3 separate regions of the Zea mays genome follow, and all the other regions are linked to region 2. Evidence: chromatin contacts called from public Hi-C data. All regions are on one chromosome and are shown on one strand. The core of a region is the stretch at or near the end of the contact, and the rest is flanking DNA. Distances in the headings are between cores, read along the strand shown.

Region 1 (4,714 bases), core at 973-3,472, 130 kb after region 2:
CGGTGTTGGCCTGGACGACCTCGTCGGCCGTCGTTGCGCAGCGCTTGGATTTGCTGTTTCCGCCCTTCCCGGACGATGGCTCCCCGAGCTCGAGATGGCGCGGCTGCGACGCCGCACACTCGCCATTCTCCTCATCGTCCTCTCCGTCGTAGTTGTCGTCATCCTCCTCGGCGATATCGAACGGAGGCTCGCTTTCGATGCTGCTGACCCACGCGCTGACGCGGTCGTGGATGGAGCTCTCGGCGCAGAAGGCGACCCACTGGTTGGGCACAGACGCTGCTGGCGGCGACTCGTCGACCATGACCGTCTTGTTCTTGCGGTCGGCGGCCGGGCCCTCCTCGAACGTGTCCGAGGTGTACCCGTCGTGGCGGCCAGGCGAGAACGATCGGTGGGCCGTGCGCGCCGACCGCGGCATGTGCAGGTTGCGGTGGCTCCAGAGGAAGAGCCGCCACCAGAGCTTCCGGCTGCGCGAGGGCAGCACCTGGCTGGACGACCGCTTCTTCAGCATCACGCGGTCGGCAGTGCGCGACGTCTTCACGGACGCCGGACTGGCCTCCGGCGCGCCGTGCGGGGTCGCCGTCGCGTCCAGGGCGAGGCCGGCGACCAGGTTGCCCAGATCGCCGTAGGAGCGCGACCGGGCCGGCATCTCGGGCGCGGAACGCGAGCCTGGTCGCTTAGTCTCGATGTTGGAGCAAGACCGCTTCAGCTTCGGCGATGTGTCCGCCACCGCAGCGTCGGCCGAGGTGTCCAGTGCCACGTCACTGTCGGACCGGACGGGCTTCATGGCCGCGTGGAAGCTGAAGTCGAAATCTGACAGATCGCTCTCCTTCACCAACACCAGTTGATCAGCCGCTTCCTTATTGTTGCGGTCCTCCACGGGGACCGAGAGCTCGGCGGGGACGACGTCCTGGACGACGCCTGCACCAAGCGTCGGGTCGATGAGTTCGACTTCGACCGGCTTCACCTTGGGGCACTCGTTGCCGCTGGCCTTGATAGCATCGGTGATCTTGCGTGTCTTCTTCTTCCTCTTGCCGGGGAGCAGAGCGGGGAAGCAGCTCAGCTTGGCCATAGCTTGCCGGAGAGCAGGGCGCAACTGTTGTCTACGGGAGGCGTAGGCCGAAACAGGGACGCCGGGATCGCGAGGACGATGATGATGACGACGACGGAAGAGGGCAAACTCGCATGCTCGCCAATATTGAACTTGAACTGGGGAGAGCTGGAGGGCCGCAAAGCTGGAGCTGAGCCGTCCTGACAGCTAGCCCTGCACCAATTAATCAGCAGCTGGTTGAGAAGGGGGCTCTCTTTATTTTTTTGGAAGGCTGTTACGCGATGAGGTCTCCTAAGTCCTAACGGACGCGGAAACCAGTTTAATTTAACAACACACAGGAGTCCTTCAAACGCAAAAGAATATACATATATATCATCAGACTGCGAAAGAATGAGCAGACCGGGACTCCCCTTCAACTGCCAGACGGCTGAAAATGATATGCAATGACAGAGCCAAAGTTATTCCATTACTGACGCAAACAACAACAAGCCGTGTGGGTGGGGAAAAAGATCATCAGATTCGCGATGGAAACAAAATTGACCACCTTCGTTTTTTCCCCATTCTCGTCCGATTCACAACCACACAGAAAAAAAAATACAGACTAGCAAACAACGATTCGACATGAGAATTCAGAACCATGTAAGAAGAAGCGCTAACGTCTACATACACACACAGCAAACAAGAAGGCCCGGATGAGCACGAGAATTCAAGGATTTACCAGGAACGGAGGCAGGAGGGCCTGTTTGGAATGGAGAGGGGGGTTGCTTTACGGATGTTCAGAGCCTGGTTCGATTTGGACGGCAACCCCCCTCTCCAAACAGGCCCCAATGGCGCAGGCACAAAGGCGATCACAGAAGAGGGGAAAGCATTTATATACCACGAAGACGAAGCAGAGGCACGCCAAACAAAGGAGGGGGGCATTAAAGGGTTCTGAACAGCGAGGCCTCACCTTGGGTTCGTCTGGCTGGCACTGACACGTGCAAAGAAGGTGCCTCCTGTTTCCTAGCTGGTCGTTCGTCAAGGATGACGGGTCGGTCGAGCGCTGATCGATCGGCGGCTATTTCTCTTCTTGCATGCACGCGGCGGCTAAAGATGGGTAGTAGTAGTAGTATAGGACAGAGGCAAGAACAGGGAGGAAGGGTGCTCAGTGGTGTGGCGTGGCCCATCGTGGAGAAGACGGGACGAGAGGTGAGACGGTAGAAATAGACAGGACAAGCATGGATGCTTGGCGCCTGTCGCGCTGGTGGTGGAGGCAAGCACGCACGCGGTGGCCACACGGTGACAGTTGATTCGGACGTCACTCCCACTAGCCACTTGGTGCCGGCCGCAACCAAGGAGAGTCGGAGAATACTCCCGTCGTCTTTGGTATTTTATTTTATTTATTTTTATAATATATATAGGAAGCGATGACAAGTTATAGATTTATTAGTCCTTCTAAAAAGGGTAACCTCGGTTATTATTCTATAGACCTATGAAAGTGTCAATATTATAGCTATCTTATTTATAGAATATATCATTTTTTGTTACTTCTTTATATACGATGCTCGACTCAATGCCTTTTAGGAGTCATAGCCATCAATCTCTACTACACTATAAGAGCGTATGTGGACGTCCACCCCTACAGCATGTCCCGCCTCTGTCTTTCCTGGCCTCGCCCGCCCCTTCCAACCTCCTCCCTGCTCCCTTTCATCCTCGCACATGCTTCATTGCGCTCGCCGGGCCGCCCACGTACTCGGCATGCGCTCCATCTGTGCTGGCCCGCACTCCATCAGAGAGCTGACGCCGCAACTGGGCCGAGGATCTCGCTCCCTCACCTCAACTAGAGTTGCCCCATCATCTCCAACTGTTGATCACCATCGCAACCGGCACACAGAAACCAATGGCGCTCCTCCTGCACGCCCACGAGCATCGTTATCTCAGCGACCCCCTCCCTCGTATTCAACCATCGCTTCCTCGGCACCGACCAAGACGGCGACGACGTGGGCTCGCACCAATAACATCGCGACCACCGATCACATTGCACCTCTTCGATGCCTCCCTACGCTTTTTCCTCCACACGCTGCTGAGACCGACATCGCGACCATCAATCACGTCACGCTAGGACGAAGCGCGGGCACTGCCGCAAATGAGGCCAACGTCCTCCACACGCACCTCTTCGATGTCGAGGCCGACGTCGCCGCGCTGTGTGCCCGCGCCGAGTGGCTCGAGCGCGAGGCTTCCAAGTGGGATGAGCTGCTCCTCACGGCCACTTCGCAAGCCAGGTACTCTGATGGCAGGCCCCTGCCATACATTCGCGACGGAGAGGAGTGGGCGCGCCATGACCTCTTGGCCGACCTCCGTTTTCAATGCGCTCACCACCAAACTCCGCAACTGCCTCCCCATCCAAATAGACATTAATGTTTCAATCCACATCTCTACCGGTTTAATCCCTTTGCTGCTAGGTAAGGTGCCCTGTTCCTTGCTGCTCGGACGGATCGTTTAAGTTTTTCCTCGCAACCACCCTATTGCTTATTGCTGCATCGTGCAAGGAATAGGAGCACTAACTTATGCACGCTTATCCCTAACAGTTTAGGATTCATCGGGATTGGTTCGGTTGGTATTTCGTTAGGCCTCGGTTTCTATCCGCCATCTCCTCCTTCCATGGTTGTTGTCGCCTCCGCCCTACGCTCGGTGCTCGGGCCTTTGGGACTTCCGCCTGCGACGCTCACCCACCAGGTATGTGCACCCCTTCTCTGTTCCTAATGTGTGAAACCATAGCATGTGTCATTTGTCTCCATAGCCTGTAGTAATGTTATACTATCCCTTATACAAGGCAGGCTTAGGTGTTTATGTCATTACCTTGTACCGAGTGCTCTATGCCTTTTTTGTTTTTTGATGTTGACAATTGTTCATATTATTATGCTTCAGCAACTCGTAGCACCAAGTCAATGTGTATGATCTGTTAACTTGATAGAAGTTAACATCATTTGATTTGAATCAGTGTAATCATTTTTCCTGATTGCTTAGAATTGATTTGTTAATCATTTTTCAATGTCCTTGATTGATATTAGATTTTTGCGATCTTGCGTCATATTCTGTGATAAACAATGTACAGTTTAATTTTAATGTAACTTAAACAATTGTTTTGGTTCCTCCATAGGCCTCTTCCTAACCTTGAGGTTTCAAATGTAGTTTTTGAAAAAGCTGCAGATTATGCTCTTGTATGGATCAATAGGTTGTTGGTTGTCGGTCATGACATCGCCATCAAGACAGATAGGAAAGTTTTATAAATATCTCTCTCTTTCTTCGAGCTTCTCAGTTTCTCACACACTCTCTAATGTATATTTTTCCTAACTATATATGGTCTTACCTTTTCCTGTTCTCCTTAGTACAAAAGGTGAAACTAATTTTGTGGCTGGTTTCATTCGTTGGAATGCTCTTCAACTTTCTTACGCTCATTTACATTGGTGAGTTCTATAAAGTATTTCTTCATAAATGTTTGGATGTACTGTCCTTTTATGATAGCTCAATATGCATAGTCCATACTAAACTTACCATTTTTTCTAGGTGTAATGCTTTCTCTATTGGTTAAACCACTCTACGAACAATATCAGGATCAAGTTGATGAAAAGGTTGCATAGCGCATAGTATAATAGCGAGTCACATAAATACCATTGTTACCAGGGC
Region 2 (4,787 bases), core at 1,889-4,388:
ACTATTTGTAGTACCGTGATATACATTGTTATTTGATAATTAAAATTAAAATTAATTAATTTCTCATTGAATATCATTGATTAGTGAAGAGGGGAGGATTAGTGCTCCCCCTCTTCACACACGGAGATTTCTGACACGCGGAAAACAAGGAGAGGAAGAGGGTGAAGCGTTGGAGCAATGGTGGGAGTATGTACACGCAATATAGAGGGAGAGTGATAAATCGAGTGGATCGTTGGAGTGAGCCTAAGGTTGTACACTGTCTATAGTTCTATACCATATGTACCAACGGAGCTATTAACTATTGATAGCCTTTATTTAATCGCAGCGCTTCAGTACAAAAGATGTTTAGATTCCATTCGCATGAATAAATCAACTTTTGAGAACCAGTGGCACAAACCTTCAGCTTGCCATTGCTACAATGCATTTTCCCAATCCAAGTATCCAACTATTGTAGATAAAACAAGTAATAAACTTATATCCCCAACACACAAAATGAATTTATATATTACGCCACCCTGCATACATATTATTGAGATGGTTAGTCATATATATGGGGTTTCAAGAACCCACATATGGCCTTGCACTACAAGTAAAAGATGTAACAGCCTGGAACTATGAAGATTTCAACCAAAATCAAATTATCCAAACATCAGAACTAGGTTTCTGTTACAAATATTCATGAACGGATTTCTTTGAGTGTGCAAACAGAATTCCAAGAAAAATTTCTTAGTAAAATAAAGGGAGGGGGGCAAGGAAATAGAGTACAGAAAAGTAAAAATAGTCATACATGGGCAATATCAAAACCCAAATTGAAACAACAAAGCTATGTATTGACAACTAATCAATCGAAGGGGCATAAACTTTTCATGAAATTTGATATCACTAATCTATGCAGCCTGGAACGCTCCTTAAAATAAAATGTGGGGTATGAGCGTATTTACCGTAGTCCCTGAAGCTCGAATCACTCCTTAACATTAAAAGGTCTTGTAAGAGCATCCTACCTATTGTGCTGAACCTGGTGGTATGTTGCTGCTGCCACCACCCAACCCTGCTTTCTGCCCCAATTCTGCCAGTTGGTGAATAAACTCGGCCCCACTAAGAATTTCTGTTGCACCATATATAACATGTTTGGAAGGCTGTGAGCGTTGCTTTAGCTCTATCAAGCTCTTGTACTCAATGTAATTTCCACCACCGATCATGAAAACAACGGCTTCTCTGAAGGGTCCTTTAAACTGCCCACTAGTTCCTGACCTAGGAGCCCGTGGATCAAACAAAAGGTAGTCATCCACCTCTGGGTTTGGTTTCCCTTCCATAAGAGCTTCAACTGTTCTTGTCAAGGCCAGCTGCCTACTATCTGACAAGAGATTCTTCACAGCGCCAATGGACTGCCCATACAGCTTCTCTGCCCAATCGACGATGTTGCTCTTAGTTGCTGTGCCTGAGGCAGCTGCAAATTGGGTATTCAATAATGCCTTTATCCTCTTCACATACTGAAATGCAGACATGTCAACTTCCGATTCCCGCAGAGCGGCCTCAACCTGCTCCAGCTCAGATGATGGTGGTGTCGCAAAGGACAGCAGGTAGGTCACAGCTAGCCGAAGCTTATCTTCCTTGGTACCCTTCCCTCTGATGAGACTCAGCAGTGTATTCCGGTCGACAGTGCCACTCACAAGCATATCATTTTCACAGCTGCAGTATCCATCCAGAGACCTCTCCTTGATATGCCCAAGCAAAGATGTTGCAATATTGGTGTGCTTATCAATCATATTCTTCCGCTCTGTCAGTTCTGGCAGTGAGTTCACCGCATTCATGAGATGCTTAGTGTTGCCAATTAGATCAGTACCATCAAACTCAACCCCAACCTTGCCACCACCAGTATGCTGGTTCACCTCATCCACATCCTGCTTGTACTTGGCAAGCTGCGCTTCGATTTCCTCAGCAACTTTGGGGAATGGAGACCAGCTGTTTGCCACCCAGAATTTATCAGAGTCATCCAATTCGTACTTCTCTGCCGGCAACTTCAGCTTGTTCTGCTTCAAGCCAAGCACGTCGTGCACCAATGGGCGGTAGCTCCAGTCGTGCTGCACCCCTACAGACAGCTCGAAATTCCTGTCGAAGAGGCACAGCACAGGGCGCTGGAATGACGTGACAGCGGCAGATGCAGCCTCCGTGAAGAGGTTGGGCTTGGCGAGTAGGTGATCGCGGAGCCGGGCGTCGAGGGCGCCGGCCACCATCTCCGCTGGCCCGCCGCGCGCACAACTGATGACAGGCACAACACCGAGCGTGGCGACTACGCAGAAGAGGCCCAGCGCGACGGCGTCGACGAGGGCAGTGATGTCGGCGTCGGCAGCGGCGGGGTCGTTGAGTGCGACGTAGGCCCGGGGCTGCGCTAGCGAAAAGAGGTCATCCTCGATGCAGACGAAGTCGATGTACTGGTCAGCAACGCGCGCCACGCGGCCCGCACACGCGGGCGGAGCGGCGGCGCAGGCGGTTGCGAGGCGCTCCAGCAGGGGTCGCGGGACGGAGGTGGAGAAGTTGACGTGGAAAGACCCGTAGAGCCCCGCGGCGGCGTCGGCCGCTACTCGGTCCACGTTCCCGGGGGTGGGCCGGACGAAGTAGACGGCCGGCGCATCGGGCACCGCCTGCCGCGGACGATCGATGGCGAGGGTGAGGGTGACACCTTGGTGGCGGAGGTCGCCGAGCTTGAGCACAGGCGAGAGGATGGAGATACAGGGCGGATCCATAACCAGGATCTTGTACGCATCGTCCTCTCCCTGTCCCTCGCCGCCGTTCGGCAACTGCTGCTGGTTCAGGTGCAGCATCCGCACGATAACATCTGGATCAGAGGCAGTGAGCGGGATTAGAGCCTGTACAGACACGGACAATGGAGTCAGGGACTTGGGGCTTACCGAGCTGCTTGCGACGGAGGCTGAGCGTCATGGCGGTCCTCCGGTGTCTCGCCGGCGTGGATCAGATCGGATCTGAAGGGGGCGCAAGGAATGGAAAACTGGAGCAGGGAGGCGCGTTGTGCGACTAAGATTGATTGTGGTCGGACCAACCATCCAATTGTAACCGTTGATTTCCTCGGCTGGATGCTTCGATGCAAAGAATCGCCAACTTCATCATTAACTACGTCTGTGCTCTTGCCACGGGGTGCAGTTATAGATGTCCAATAAGCACGAGGTCCGTGAGCCCGGCACGAAACCCGCTTTTTGGGCCCGGTCCGAGCCCGGCACGGCCCAGTTATATGCGGGCCCGGGTCGGCCCGGCACGAATAAGCGGGCCGGGCTCGGACAGGAAATTAGGCACGGTGGGCTAGCCCGGCACGGCCCGTTTAGCTCTAAGCCCGTTAAGCCCGCTTTTTTTACACTAAAACGTGCTTTTCGGCCCGCATAGCCTGCTTTTCGGCCCGTTTTTTCGAGCTAAACGGGCCGGCCCGGCCCGTTTAGGCCCGTTGCGGGCCGGGCTCGGACAAGAAATTGAGCCCGCGTGCTTAGCCGGCCCGGCCCGGTTTTTTAATCGTGCCTGGCGGGCCGGGCCTAAAACGGGCCGGGCTTCACCGGGCCCGGGCCGGACCGGGCCGGGCGGCCCGTTTGGACATCTCTAGGTGCAGTGGGAGAGGGACCGCTAGACTACAAACATAATTATTATTTATTTTTAAATATTATAGTACAAATGGTTTAATGGCTAGCTCTAAATTTTTAGAGTAAGATGGCGTGAATTCTAGTGTTCGTTTTGTAGTATTTTTTTGTACGTGTTGTACGGACGTTAGGCGTTAGGCGTAGGGAGAGTAAAGCCCCAGGGTAGCATGAGATGTCCATATTAGGTTTTTAATATAGTAACTAATATAGTAACTAGCGAGTGCTTCGCTACAATTTTTATATATCTATAAATAGGTATTGAAATATTTATTCAAATAAAATTATTATTATTTTTAAATATTAAGCTACATGTTACATGGTTAGCCTCACATTTCTAGAGCAAGGGGTTATGGGTTTCAGTGCTCGCTTTGCATTATTTTTTTATATACGCGGACGTGATCAGATGCTCCCACATTAGATTCTTAATTGAGTAGTATAGATATAGATATAGATTTTATGATGAATCGAGATACTTATTTCAATGTTAAAACTTTGTATTATTTTTTCTCCATTACAAATAAATAGGCATAGAATCTGCTATGCAAATTAAGAAAAGTAAATCTTAAATTTGTTCTATATCTTCATAGATATTAAATTCAGATACGGATGTGAATTCAAATCCGGATGATCTTTCTGTTATTGTTATTGTAGAGAGCCAATAATATACAAAACTAAAAATTAGCATCAAATTATATACATACCAATTTTAAAATATTAAATTTATCCTAAAATATATTGAATTATTGCGCTTGAAGTCGAGTGGCAAGAGTAGAAATTATTTTTTTGGTAAAATGGAATACATTGAATCATCCCTAAAAACAACTCCAATAGTTATGCATAATTATACTACCTAAATCCTAGATTTAAAAATTCTCAAATAATATATGTCGAGTACCCAGGAACCGGGTGCCCAAAGGAAGCACCAAAACCTCTTAAACGGCCCACTCGCAGACTGGTCGACCCTCTACTGAGCAACCCTGCGAGGCAGAGCGGACAACCAGGTCCTCGGCCAAGCAACCCTGCGCGGCGGAGCGGACGACCAGGTCCTTTGCCAAGCAACCTTGTGAGGCGGAGTAGCCGACCAACCTGCTGTCGAGTAACCCCATGAGGCGGGGCAGGTAGGCGATCCTCTACCGAGCAACCCTA
Region 3 (4,225 bases), core at 1,215-3,714, 190 kb before region 2:
TTTTAAACCCGACCAAACCTAGTGCATATTGTCATTTTATTTTATAAACGAACAACAAACTTGTTATTCCTTATTTACTTCATAATTTTTATCAATTGGTGAATATATCAGTAGTCGGTTAGAGTGTTGCTTGCTTGCTATTATAGTTTTTACTAGTGTTATATATGTGGTGGATGGATAACTTAGTGCAAGGTCACTTAATTATACAACTTATTATTTGTATTTTATTCTCTATACTAATAATATTTATACCAAATCATGAACTTGTTGTTCATTACATATATTTTGGATCATGATATCATTAATCATTATGATACTTATTGATTATGAGAAGAACAAGTATATTGGAGATGAAACCCGCGGGTAACCCATGGGTACCCGCTAACCCGATGGGTACGGGTTTGGGAAAAATCTCAAACCCGTCATGGGTACGGGTTTTTTAATGGGCATAGATATTTTTCACGGGTACGGGTTTGGGACGGCAAAACCCATCGGGTTTGTACCCGTTGCCATCTCTATATGCAGCCTACCAAAAACGTGTCCTCTCTAAGGACGTGTTTAGGAAATTATTATAGCCCTTCAATTATCTTACTTCCAAACAAAGAGCATTGCGTGACTGGCGACACGATTGCTTTTGAACACAACACTATGCATTCACCGGGGGCGCGCTTCGGTGCGGCGGCGTCGTGGCAGGCATCATTTGGCTTCCGTTGCCAGTCTAGCAGGTTGGCCTCCTCGCTTGAAAGCCGGCCAGGGACAGCGGCTTTTTTATGCACGACACGCAACGGCTAGCTGGCCTTAGCCACGGCCGACTGCGAAGAGGGCCATCTTCGCCGTCCGTCGAGGATCCGGCCGCCCTGGCTCACGCACAACTAGCCGTTGCGCACGACGTCACGGTCCCATGTCCTATCACGATTCACGAGCTGCTTCCGGTGGCCCGTCGTGTGCCGCCGTTGCACTGGACACAAGCAACCAGGGCCAACGGCTAATAAGTACCCGAAAGTATTTGAAAACGAACCCAGCGGCCACTGCCGCCTCGCCTATAAATACGGCGTCGCGTGCGGCCTTCTCTCATCGCCAAGTTTTTTTAACTATACAATCCAGGAAGGAAGTCACTGTCACTTGGTGAGATCGATGGCCCGCGTCGCCGCCGTCCTCGTTGCTCTCCTCGCCCTCTTTGCCGTCGCGGCCACGGCGCAGGCCCCTGCCGCGTCGCCCAAGCGCGCCCCAGCCCCTGCGCCACCCAAGATGGCCCCTCTCCCGCCGCCGCCGACCAGGGCCCCCATGGCCTCCCCGCCCTCGCCTCCCACGATGTCGCCGGCGTCCGCCCCCTCCGCCGACGCTCCAGCCACGAGCCCCGCCGGTGCGGGATTTGGCGACGCGATGGCCCCGGCGGGAGCCTCCGCTCTGACTCCGGCCGCCGCGCCCGTCACGGAGAAGAGCACAGCCGCATCTGCCTCCGCCATCAGCTTCGTCGCCATCGCCGGCGCTGTGGCAGCCGCCGCCGTCGTGTTCTAGACATCCGGAAGTGGATCTGAGGAGCTGCAGCTGCACCTGAGCCGCTCTGCTGTTGTTGATAGATGCCCTCTGTTTGCTCTGTTTTACGATCCATTGTTTATTTATTTATTTGTTTGTTTGTCATTTAGAGGTCTGAGACAGAGATGAGGATGTGTAATCCTATCAATTTTCTGAACGGGAGTTGTTTCTATGCTCCGCAAGCAAACATATGACACTGCAAGCTGGTGTGTACCTTGTGGATGATGTTCTGTGCAAGGTGTGCCTCCTCGGCGACTTCCTTGGACGCGTGCTCCAGGAGCACGACCGCTGTCCTCAGCCTCCCGTTCTCGGGCAGCTGCTCGGCCACTTCCGACGACACCTTCTCTGCGACGGTGGCCGCGTCCTCGACGGCCTCCGCCACTACCTCCGCCGTGTCTTTCACCATATCCACCTCACCTGATGGCATCGGCGCAGAGTTAAATTTTGCATCGGTGCAGAGTTTCGCGGCGCGCGGTACAGGGCTCTTTGCTCTACTCTGAATCAGCAGGAACGACGCCCATCTGGAATGCAGCATTGGCGCTGCAGCAGCAAGAATAGAACCGACGGCCAGCCTTGCCCTGCAGTGCAGCAGAGGAATTAGGAGCCGCACCGGGACCCACTAATAACTGTACAACGGACAGAACAGTCGAGCAATCACAAGATGAAGAAAGGCGTCCGCTCCTTGTCCTGAGACTGATGCTGGCTCGGCCGAGCCGGCGGACGTCTCACGTCTCCCCCGTGGCTGGAGCCCGAGAATCCCGATCGGACCAACGCCTGGAAACGCGGTGGCGCCGCCGTCGCGGATCCGAGACGGGTGGTGGAGCGGAGCTTCTGGGAGTAGAGAGACCCGAACGACCTGACCAGGGACGACATGGCCGATTGCTGGAGGACAAAACAGTCAGCTCCTGATCGCTGGGTCCTTATGCACATCGATCAACAACGTGGAACGAGCGCGTATATGTACAACATGGACACCTCGCCACGCGCAACGGCGTGAGGATTGAAAGCGTGTCCATTCGTTAGCTTGCAAGGAATTGTTGGATGTGAAGTTAGGGTGAATGATCTGTGCACGTCAAAGGCAGTCGATTTCCGGATCAGATATAGCCTTGGGAAGGCAAAAGGGGATGCGGTGTCATGTGTGGATTGTGAGACGGATAGCAGACATGCTAGCATGCTGGTGCCGAAACCTGAAGCTTCCAAGCAACAACGTTCGGGTGGATATCCTTTTTCATTTTCTCAGTTAGTTCGGATCGACGTAACCCTATGACGACACGTGGCTTGTAAGTTTCGTATATCATCATAAACTTCCCGCTTTCTTTACCGATCAAGTATCAAGTGCACTCGAGTATGGCTCGCTGAACTAGCGATGACAACGTATAACACCCTAAAATTATATTTTAGGATTTATAAAAGTTTTTTAAAAGTTTTAAATTGAAATATCTTTTAATAAGTATCTTATTACCTTTCAAGTTACTTATCCCAAAGTAAATATATTTTCTAATAAAATATTACACCAAATGAGTTAATTTATCCACTTTTTGTTAAACTATATTTTTTAAAAAACAACATCTCTTAATGAAAGTTCTACACGAGGAGTTAATATTATTAGATAACCATTTCTATTCTCTAAGGGTTGCATATGAGGCATTTGACTAAATGAATAATTGGTATATAAGTAAAATCAACCATGCATTGCATGCGGAGCCTTTTTTGTTGATTGTGCATTTAATTGGGTGTTCAAACTATATTTGAAATAGGAGAAATGATAAAACAAGAAAAAGAAAACAGGAAAAAATGAAAATAAAAAATATATATAGAGAGAGACTACCTTGTCTGGGCCGAAACCTACATTCCGGCCCAGAACCGCATCACCAGTGCGATCCAGCAGTACTCCAGCCGCGCGTCTGCTGACTTGGAGACCCCACCGATCAGTCACTATCGTGCGCTGGCCAAATTCCTCTGCCTGGTGGGCCTCCTGCTTAGTCATCTGCGTGAGGTGCGCTCGAGCAGGTGGGGCCGTTAGGCCAGTTTCACAATTCGCTCGCATCACTGACTTCGCGACCCACCCGCCAATGTCTCACGCTTCACGTCTCTAGCTCGTGGGACCCGCACTTCAGCCACCCCATTCACCGCGCGAAAAAACAACAAGTTAGTGGTGTCCGGGGCCCATTTGCTAGTAGCTTCTTCCCCGTCAAGTCCGTCGCGAACAAAGTTGTTACAACTGCCCAAGATTCGCGCGGCTCACAAAATCTTCCTAGTTTCAGCCCGTGTGTCGACCCCTCGAGAATATAACATGGCCGCCTACCTCTCCTCTAGCCATTGCGGCCTCCACAGGACCCTAGAAAGCGACTGCATCCATTGTCAAGCGTATATATATATAGAGAGAGAGAGAATTGACGCCACCCCGATTATGTGCTCAGCCTCGCCATCAATTTGCTGCAGTATGTGGTCGAGGAGGTTCGTCAGGACTCGTGAAAGTTAGGGATGTCAGATGTCACCAATTCATCGGGTGTCGCTGCAGTGATGAGAGGATTCATCGCTGGAGCTCCAGGTAAGAACTTCTCCGTGTGATTCACATTGGTGTATGCATCGTGTGGCTGCCTTCGGATTATGGTTTATGGCCTTACACCGCTGAATGGCGTGGCTACGGCCATCCGTCTGCCATGGAGGCCGACAGCGCCGCCGTTCT

Evidence for each region. A called contact is a pair of places that touch in the nucleus more often than the background predicts.
Region 1: a Hi-C map of leaf shows a contact between it and region 2, with 7 times the contacts expected there. The contact joins the promoter of LOC100191600 here to the promoter of LOC100382068 in region 2. A contact is called at or near these places in 9 of 25 Hi-C or Micro-C datasets (bundle sheath, ear, leaf and 2 more).
Region 3: a Hi-C map of leaf shows a contact between it and region 2, with 4 times the contacts expected there. The contact joins the promoter of LOC100278970 here to the promoter of LOC100382068 in region 2. A contact is called at or near these places in 6 of 25 Hi-C or Micro-C datasets (bundle sheath, ear, endosperm and 2 more).

The regions. Positions count from the first base shown.
Region 1 is chr1:143,020,083-143,024,796 of Zm-B73-REFERENCE-NAM-5.0, reverse strand. It overlaps LOC100191600, which reads right to left and starts at 2,222. Exons shown (of 4, transcript NM_001137029.2): 1 at 1,998-2,222; 2 at 1-1,261. The coding sequence starts at 1,069.
Region 2 is chr1:143,153,152-143,157,938 of Zm-B73-REFERENCE-NAM-5.0, reverse strand. LOC100382068 reads right to left here and starts at 3,138. Exons shown (of 2, transcript NM_001366767.1): 1 at 2,910-3,138; 2 at 293-2,836. The coding sequence starts at 2,940. The coding sequence ends at 1,002.
Region 3 is chr1:143,346,017-143,350,241 of Zm-B73-REFERENCE-NAM-5.0, reverse strand. LOC100278970 reads right to left here and starts at 2,464. Exons shown (of 4, transcript NM_001152063.2): 1 at 2,195-2,464; 2 at 2,032-2,114; 3 at 1,751-1,953. The coding sequence starts at 2,409. LOC100274631 reads left to right here and starts at 1,074. Exons shown (of 1, transcript NM_001365149.1): 1 at 1,074-1,739. The coding sequence starts at 1,135. The coding sequence ends at 1,518.